Linked DNA regions of Sus scrofa: regions 1 and 3 are each linked to region 2. The links are chromatin contacts, called in public Hi-C and HiChIP or PLAC-seq maps. All regions are on one chromosome and are shown on one strand. Each heading gives the region's core, a stretch centred on a gene start, on an enhancer-like site or on the middle of the called end of the contact. The rest is flanking DNA. Distances are from core to core; before and after follow the strand shown. Region 1 overlaps IGF1R (insulin like growth factor 1 receptor). Region 2 has its middle 29 kb from the start of SYNM. Region 3 overlaps IGF1R (insulin like growth factor 1 receptor).

The links. Hi-C and Micro-C count contacts between places; a contact is called where the count stands out from the background. HiChIP or PLAC-seq counts read pairs in DNA pulled down with a chosen protein or histone mark.
Region 1: an H3K27ac HiChIP or PLAC-seq map of skeletal muscle shows a contact between it and region 2, with 13 times the contacts expected there. The contact joins two enhancer-like sites. A contact is called at or near these places in 1 of 5 promoter capture datasets (liver), 21 of 47 Hi-C or Micro-C datasets (alveolar macrophages, blood, brain and 13 more) and 1 of 2 datasets of contacts at active chromatin or transcription factors (skeletal muscle).
Region 3: a contact with region 2 is called in a Hi-C map of embryonic fibroblasts, with 2.3 times the contacts expected there. The contact joins two enhancer-like sites. A contact is called at or near these places in 7 of 47 Hi-C or Micro-C datasets (alveolar macrophages, embryonic fibroblasts, fetal heart ventricle and 4 more).

The regions. Positions count from the first base shown.
Region 1 is chr1:137,489,372-137,492,544 of Sscrofa11.1, reverse strand. All of the region lies in intron 2 of IGF1R (insulin like growth factor 1 receptor), which reads left to right. Among named protein-coding and RNA genes, the nearest start is that of PGPEP1L, 180 kb to the right of the region's middle. Within about 2 kb of position 1,449, at least 71 of the 83 cell types and tissues checked have an H3K27ac peak or open chromatin away from gene starts, as enhancers often do. A contact at or near this core is called in embryonic fibroblasts, fetal skeletal muscle, liver and 6 more, where this site is marked.
Region 2 is chr1:137,825,310-137,828,187 of Sscrofa11.1, reverse strand. No RefSeq gene overlaps it. Among named protein-coding and RNA genes, the nearest start is that of SYNM, 29 kb to the left of the region's middle. Within about 2 kb of position 1,502, at least 59 of the 83 cell types and tissues checked have an H3K27ac peak or open chromatin away from gene starts, as enhancers often do. A contact at or near this core is called in embryonic fibroblasts, fetal skeletal muscle, liver and 6 more, where this site is marked.
Region 3 is chr1:137,446,677-137,449,437 of Sscrofa11.1, reverse strand. It overlaps IGF1R (insulin like growth factor 1 receptor), which reads left to right. Exons shown (of 21, transcript NM_214172.1): 4 at 1,150-1,298. Among named protein-coding and RNA genes, the nearest start is that of PGPEP1L, 140 kb to the right of the region's middle. Within about 2 kb of position 1,372, at least 6 of the 83 cell types and tissues checked have an H3K27ac peak or open chromatin away from gene starts, as enhancers often do. A contact at or near this core is called in embryonic fibroblasts, where this site is marked.

The DNA of each region.
Region 1 (3,173 bases), core at 200-2,699, 340 kb after region 2:
AGTGTGCTTTCTGAGGAGTTCTGCAGGGTCAGGGAAGCGGTGGAGAACAGTGGCCTCTCCTGGGCAGGCAGGGGATAGCACAGAAAGCAGAAAGAACAGTTAAGAGTGAAGGGTGTGTGTGGCCAGTGCAGGACCAGAACTGAAGGAAGGAAGTTGCATGCCTGGGGGCTGGAGCCATGCTGGAAGAGCTAAGGGGTACTAACTCCATACCACAGGCTGTGGAGGCTTTTTACAGAAAGGGGAGACTCGAGGGTTGAAGGATGCAGTTCCCTGGGACTGCTAGGTAGGGAGGCGCTATTAGAACAGGCAGACAACTGGACACTGGGGCCTGGAGGTGATGAAGACGACCCCCAGGTGGTCAGTTTACCCTAAGTTGTGTCCTGCAAGAGTCATTTTGTATCAGTATGGCTGTCTGGCCACGGTGGCAACATAGCTCACCATTAGAGTGTTGAGTCGGTGGGCAAACAAATGGAGTGGAGATCCCTCTTGGATCTGTCCTCCTGGTTCCCTTCTCCACTAGTACAGGAAGGAGCCTCTCTGTCCTCTCTCTCAGTTAGGTGGTTTGTGTGTGTCTCTCAAGTGCCCACGCCCCTCCTGGAGGCAGCCCCAGGAGCTGCCCAGCTTGGGGGAGCAGCGCCTCCCTGGCAGCTGCAGATTTTTCTCGCTAAGGTCCTTTGAGACTTTATGGTGAGGCCAGAATGAGGAGTGGATTGTGATTCAAGTCAAACCAGATGGGGAGTTACCGTTACCACGAGATACATTATCCTGGGCAAAATACTCCCTCTATGGAAAATGCATGTTCACTGCTTATTTCTTGTCAAGTGAGCTTAATATCATCTCAGTTTTTATACACACACACACACTCTTCCAAACAGCTCTGAGTGAGATCACAGCTCCAGGAACTTGAGATCAGAAGGTCTAACAGGGCATCTGATATACCTCTGTGCCATGGAGGGCACATTGTGTAAGGAAACAATTTTTAGTACTGGGGTTTAAAAGCACTTCTGAAAAGACAGAACTAGAAAATTTAGAGGAAGGGAAGGTCAACCAAAATGGCTCTTGCTCCGGTTTGAGAGTTGTTAAACCCTAAGAAGGAGAATAAATAGCAGAAACAAACCATTTTGGTTTTGCACAGAACAAAAATGATGTGAAGCTGCAAGTCAGCAGTTCTAGCCCAGCAGCTCTAAAGGAACACCCATTCGTGTTTGCTTTTCTGGGGTATCCTTGGTCGTCTCCCCACTGTGGGTTCCTTTTGTCTTGGTGCAGCCCCAGTTCAGAGCGAGGACGGGCAGCAGGCATCCCAAGCCCTCCCCGCCTCGCCTTGCCTCGCCTCGCCTCGGTGGACCAAGGTTGTTTACTACTTTCTACTCGGAGTAGCACGCCAATCACGACGGCCCGCCCTCCTCCCTGTCCAATCGGCTCGTTGGGAAAGTCCACCTTTCCGCGGGGGCTGGGCAGCGACTGGCTGGGGCAGCTGTCAGTCAAGCGGGCATCCCGCAAGGATGCAGCAGGAGTATTAGGGACTCGATCACCAGAGCTGAGGAGGAGTAACCTTCCCTATAAACAAGATGCCCCCCCCAATAAAGCAGGGCGGGGGTGGTGGTGGCGGGGGGGTGCACCGCAGCACAACCTAGCCCTGGGGCCCCACTGGAGCCGAGCGGGCTGAGCGCAGAGTCGGGGAATCCCTCCCTCCCTCCTCGCTCAGCCTCCCGCCCACCGCTGCAGTTGTAAACACGTTTCCCTCCATGTCTGTTTTCCCTTCTTTCTACCAGTGGCCATTACAGGCTGCTGTTTACCAAAATCTCGTCGGGCACATACCCTCCTCCTGGTCCCGTCCTCCATTGCCCGCGTCTCCCTGCCTTTATTCTGGCCTTTTTCTTTTCCTTCCCGCGGTCTTCAGACTAAAGGAGGCTAAGTTGCAACCAGGCTTGTTTTCCTTTTATTCCTGTCCATGTGGGACAAGTCACGCCTTGTCAACATGCACCATTTTCTGCGGAGATCATGCTTCCTTTTTAAATTGCGTGCATGGACTAGATTGATTTTGGTTAGGAACACTGCAGCTGAAACAGCTCTGGAAGGACTGGGTGGATTTTTTTGTTGTTACTGTTTCGGGACGCGGCAAATGCTGTTTTAATTCCGTGCTTCTTTCCAAGGTGGGTCTTGACTCCTTCACCCACTCCTAGATTTGAGATGTGTGCCCCCCGCCCCAAGACAGCATTGTGCTGAACTAAATGTTTTTGTACCTTATTCTGTGATGTGAATCAGGTTTCCCATTTCCAGCTGCACAATGTGGTTGTATTCAGTGTGATAGGGGCGTAGTGGACAGGAATTATTTGCGACAGGGCTGCCTGGAAGATGCGGAGTGGAGTTTGCGTGGCCTGGAGCAGCTCCAGTGTCTGAGGCTTCTCTGTTCCGTTACAGAGGCTCCAAGCAGGAAGCGTAGGCAAAATGGCAAAATACAGTATGTGGCATTCGGTTCAAAAATGCCTCCTTTTTAGGAGCTGGTGTTACACAGGACATCCAGTCCTCTTTAGCTTTTCTGCTCAGAAGAAAGAGAAAGTTTTCCATAAGATGGCTTGTTTGGGATATTTTGTGAGAGGCCCTATCACCAAAAAAAAGGAAAAAAAAATGATGATTTTGAGTTTCTGACTTGCTGAGTGGAGGTTAGGCCTCCTTCAGATGCCGAGTCACAGTCACGGAGCAAAAAGGCCTCTGCTTCTTGGTTTATAGGAATCGCAGAAACATACGTGGAGCTGCAGCCTGTGGGGGCAAGATGGAGCCTTCTGCCCATCTCAACCCTACAGCCTGTGTACTTTCTCAGCAGTGGGGCATTTGAGTTGCTTGTAGGGAATGTAAAGGGGGAAAGGTACATTGCAAATAAAATGTAAACAATATCTGTGGTTGTCCTGATTTCCAAGAGCCACTTCCAGGACCACTTAAGCCCAGGAAACAGGTCCTATTTCAAGTTATCCACCACATCTGATTTAGATTTCTCCCTCCTCCCACCCCCTCTCTTCTAGCTGTCCATTTGTACTCTCCCCTCCTAGGATGTTTTTTCTAGGTGATCAAATTAGTGTGTATTCATGTGTATCGTGGTAGTGTTGTGAGGATAGGTTCAGCTTTCACTTCATGACTTGAGAGAAGTGGTTCTGGGGCATCATTCCGTTACCAAA
Region 2 (2,878 bases), core at 253-2,752:
CCATCATTATGAGTTCATACCAATCTACTGATAAATATTCAAACCCGCAATGGGTAAAGTGCTACAGGGAGTTCACTCTGTGGTGCAGTGGGTTAAGAATCCGACTGCAGTGGCTCAGGTGGCTGTGGAGGTGCAGGTTCCATTCCCGGCCATTGAAGTAGGTTAAAGGATCTGGCATTGCTGCAGCTGTGACATAGGTTGCAGCTGTGGCTTAGATTCAGTCTCTGGCCTGGGAATTTCTATATGCTGCAGGTATGACCATAGGGGGAAAAAAGTGCTGTGGCAGATGCTAAGGGATGTACCGGCAAAGCTGAATAATCTACACCTCCGTTCTGGAATTTACAGTTTAGCTGGTAACATAGGTATGTGCTCACGTAGCTGAATATCTGTCTGGACACAAGTTCTCACACGTAAGGAGTGTGGGAAGCTCTAATTTCCAATGTTACAGATCAGGAAAGGCTTTCGGAGATATAGTGGGATGTGAGCCCAGCCTTGACAGTGATCTCAAGTGTGTGTGTACATATCAAGAAATGTTATTTCCTTTATCCATTTATTTTTAAAAAAATGAAATAGCTTTTTTTCTGTTTAAAGACACATTAAAACATGTTGTTGATTCATTAGCATTGAATGCATGGCAACAGAACTGAAACTCATGCCTGAATGACGTTTATCTAACACATATTTTCTCCAGAAGGCACACCATAAAATAGCTCTTTTATTGGAAAATAACCCACATTCATTTCCCGAAAGGGCTCAACAACATTCGGAAAACATACCTGTGAAGTGAGCCACCTGTAACCCCACCACCCACAGGTGACCACAGTTAGCACTGCCACAAGCGCCCTTCTGCACAGCTGTGCGATCCTGTTATACACGCCGTTGTGTAACCAGCTGTTTTCACTCAATAATATGTCATGGACATTTTTCCATGCCAATTATTCCCAATCTACATCACTATTTAAGTGGCTGGAGAGTATTCCATTATACGGATGTACTCTAAATTAATCAAATCCCCATTGATAAACATTTAGTGTTGCGGTCAAGGGCACAGACTCAGGAGCTCCACAGTCCAAGCATAAATCCTGCCTCTACCACTCCCCAGCTGGGTGATTTTGAGTGAAAACCTAACTTTTGATTGCGGGTTCCTCCTCCATAAAACAAGGGTATTAAGAATACCTACTGCAGCAGAATGTTGTAAGTAGATATTTATAAAACATTTATAACAGTTTCCAGCACATAGTAAATGTTCAGTTAAGGCCAACTGTTGTTGGCAACATTACCAGGGCTGTGACCATCAGCGGAATTCATATTCTCTTTACTTACTTAGAATAAAACTTAGAAATGGGAGGAAGTAGTTAAATGGTAAACATTTAAAATCCTGGTAAAAATCATCCAATTTCCCTCCAGAAATATCCCCACCGTCATGGAGGACCTGGGGTTGGTAGGAGGCTCTGAATGTGTACAGCCACTGCTCCTGGCCCAGAGCACTGTCACCCTCCAAGTCACGGCGAACCAGCCAGTGAGGTCTCCCGCCTCGCCCAACCTTCTGGGTGGCATTCTGGAACGCCGGGCAGGAGGAAAATCAACAGCAAGTCAGGTCAGACTCTCTCCCTTTGATTTCTAGAAGGAAAACTAGAGTTGAGGCCATATTCAAAAATATAGGTCAAATCTTGGTTTCTGTGGTTACCAAACACTGTCAACCACCAGTGACTCCCTCCCTCGGGGGCGATGCCAGGGTTCCGAGGCCTGGCCGCGGGGCCTGGCTCCCCTCCGTCTGCGCCCCCCGCCCCGCCAGGGCCCAGAGACCCGCCCTTCTGCGGCCCCACAGCCCTGAGGGTCTGCGGGGAGTGCGGCAAGGGGGCGGGGCCCGCGGGCACCCTGCCCTCCACTCCTTGGGGTGGGGGCAGCGGCTTGGCAGTGCTACCGATGGGGTTCGGGGTCCCCGGGACGGCTGCCCTGCCCAGTCGCCCGCCCGGCTCTCCACGCCTGCGGAGGCAGGGAGCGCCCCGCCTGGGCACGGGCCGTGCCCGCCCGGAGGAGGGAGGAGGCCGGCCGCCACAGGAACAATGTGGTCGGTTGTTTTGCGGACTGTCAGCCTCGTTCCTGCATTCTCCAATCCACGCCCCTTGGCCTAACCGCCACAGGCCCAGCACGCTGAGGGAAGAGCCCCCTTATTTGGTCTTGGAAAGAAAGGGGAAAGGTTATCCTCAGATGCCTGCGGCGTTGGGTCATCGGCCGGCAGTTTTTGGCCCGCTCCCGGGAGCAGGGCCGACTCCCGCCGGTAGGTGGCGGTGCCAGGCAGCACCTCGCCGAGACGCCCGAAGTGGTAAACAAACCCGCAGGTTCCGGTACCTTGGCCTCGGGGTCTTCTTTTGTGTGCGCGCTGGGAGAGACTTGGCCCGGGGAGGCGGGGGAGGAAGGAGGAAGAGAGGGAGAAGAAGAAGAAAACAAAGCCTTTTTTAATGCTGCAGTCCGGCTTTCGAAATCGGAAAATCGGCTTCAGTTTGAGGGTGTGACTGCCGTTGTGGATTTCATGTGAACCCTCGGCGGGTGCACGATGGGATGCGGGCTTCAGGTTCACGGTCAGCTGGGAGGTCGCGATGCAAATTCCTTTAAGGACTTTAATAAGGTACTAGGTGAGGATTAGTACGAGCTTGGATGCTCATTTCTTTCCTACCCCGGCCCCTCCCACACTCTCTCCTCCTGCCTGCCATTGCCAGCCTCTCAGGTGAGCTGGGGAGGTGAAGTGAGCCACCTGCCTTCTCCCGGCGGGAGCAGGACGCTAGCGGAGGTTCCCAAGCACTAAGCACGTGCAGACCAGCACTTGCTCACCTTCGTTGCTGACCCTCAAGCCAGGAGTCATCCTCGCCTGTTACTC
Region 3 (2,761 bases), core at 123-2,622, 380 kb after region 2:
GCTGTGTTTGGTCCAGTTCCTTTGGAAGCCTTGCCTCCTGTTTTCCCAGCATGGAATAGGAAAATGGCAAGGAAATTTTATTCATCTATAAGCTTTTAAACAAAACCCTCATCTTTGCCTTAGATTTGCAATAAAGTTTGGCTGGAGGGTGGTCTTGAATGCAAAGGGCTATGACCTACTCTGTTTTCTTGAATGTACTGTACTTGTCTTCATGAAGTTTGAAAGATCATTCAAGAATAATCATGTAAATGTAGTGGCTTTCCAGTTCACCATCCTCTTGCACACCAATCCTATAATGTTGTATCATTTATTTGTTTGGAAATCTTCTCAACTTTCTGATTGTCTGTGGTGTGCTGTTTTGGCATTAGCATTCTGTCTACTATTCCCTAAATAAGGCTAGGTAAGCAGGAAAAGTGCCAATCTCACTCACTAGTCCCCAACTCTTGGTAGTTTGTGGCATGCTCTGGATTGCATTTGAAATAGCTCATTACAAAGTAATGGAACTTCCTTGTTTTTATTGTGTATGCAGCGAAAACAACATTTGGATCAATTTACAAGTTTTTGCCAAACACTGTCAAGAAATTATTTCACTTGTGCTTTAGTAAGAAAATAAGGGATCTGCGCTCTACCACATGCCTTTCAGAATCCCTCACTGGGCTTTTTGCTGGGCCACTGGCTGCAGGAGTTAGATTCCTGTTAGTGGCAGAAATGCTGCTGTCCCTTTGCTGACCCTGTCCACTCTCCCAGAAGCATCAGCAGGGGCCACAGCATCACAGAACAGTTCTGTTCTTCCTAGGAGGCCCTCAGTGCTTCCTTTCTGTAAGGCAGTTTCTCCCTCTTGGGACTGGCTGGCTCACCAGTCACAGCCTATGATACATGCATGCCTCGAGGATGTATCATGTGTTTTGTCTGGAAGCAGGCAGCACACTTTTCCTTTGTAGGCAGTTCCCCTTTTAGTTGCAATTTGAGTGGCTTATCCTGGGAAGGCTTGGGGATGAGATACAGTGCAGCCACTTGAATGCTTCCAATGGTTGCTTTTTGTGATGTGTGCTGTAAAAAACACCTAGAATAAAGGCATAGCTTTATGATTTCTTTGTTATTACAAGATGGACTCAGCTCTCTGTGTTTTTGGTTGGTTATGTTCAACAGCATGTACTGTATCCCTTGCGAAGGCCCTTGCCCCAAAGTCTGTGAGGAAGAGAAGAAGACAAAGACCATTGATTCTGTCACTTCTGCTCAGATGCTCCAAGGATGCACCATCTTCAAGGGCAACCTGCTCATTAACATCCGACGCGGCAGTAAGTATTCCATCTCGCTGGAAGAGATGGCCAGATCTCCTGGTTTTCTTTTGCTGATGCTTATTCCAACTCATCCATGACTCACAACTTAAATATGGGTTTAGGAAAACAACATGGTGCGTAAGCCTCATGCTCAATGCTCCTCCTTTGAATTTCCCTCAAAGATTTAAAAAAAAACTAAAAAACAAAAACAGGGAGTTCCCATTGTGGCTCAATGGTAATGAACCCAACTAATATCCATGAGGATGCAGGTTCAATCCCTGGCCTCACTCAGTGAGTTACAGATCTGTTGTTGATGTAGCTGTGGTGTAGGCTGGCAGCTGCAGCTCTGATTCAAACCCCAGCCTATGCTATACCTGCAGTCCTAAAAAGCGAAAAAAAAAAAGAAAGAAAGAAAAAAGAAAGAGACTGGTTTTTAGCCATCGACACAGCATTTATTTCTGCAGAAGGTCGTCCTTCATCTTTAAGTTTCATCTTACTCAGGAAATGCATGTCCCAGCACACATAAACCCCAGAAGAGATGGATGGATCAGAGGTGTGACTCAGCAGTCTCCAGCCGGAGCCAAGTCCACAGAGCTTTAAATCCAAAGAGTGTGGGTTACTTGGATGTGTTGAAGAGACCGACCAAGGGGAGAGTTTAATGACGTCACTTTCAAATTTTATTAAGTCTGAAAGTGGTCACTCTCTACTCTAAGTTACTTCTGAGAACCAAAAAGATACAAGATACATATGTCATCAAAGCTTCAGTCTCACAGTCTGTAGGATTGCCATTGTTTGCACCAGATAGCATTCTTAGAAATTATATATTCATGTGAAGCATTTCCTGTTGTCTTATTTAGTGATATTTTCATTCTGATCCGTAATCGACAAGGGCTTCTAGTAACAGTGCCTTAAATTTTCCTCTACTTGGTGGAGGTACTGATACGTTCATAAGCTAGGAGAAATATAGTAAGAAGACCTTGAGGTTGAAAGGAATTTTTTTCTAAATCCTTTTGTGAAGAAATTTTTCTTGTACTGTTTTTGAGGCAAAAATATCTTATTTTTTCAGGACATTTACTTTTCCCTAATACTATCTGTACAATGAATGAGCTCTATTCTTATGGTTTAAAGATGGCAGAAATAAGTTTTTTGCTTAGTTCTTCTGAATTTTTTGTTATCTCTTGACTTTCACAATACCTTTCACCTCTCCACAACAGGGATAACTTTGTTTCCACATGACTAGAATTTTCTTACCTTTATGGTATTCTGAAGGTTTATTCTTTTTGCTCTAACTAGATTTCTTAACTTGTAAAAAAAATTTCCTTATTCCCTAGGATATACCCTTTAAATGCCTAATCCTTCCTTTTTTTTTTTTTTTTCATCTTTCCATCCTCAAGATAAAAATTTAGTCCATGAATTAAATCTGTGGAGTAGGATAGTTTGAGAAGGAGTTGGCACATATTCATGCCTGGGGATGAAATGTG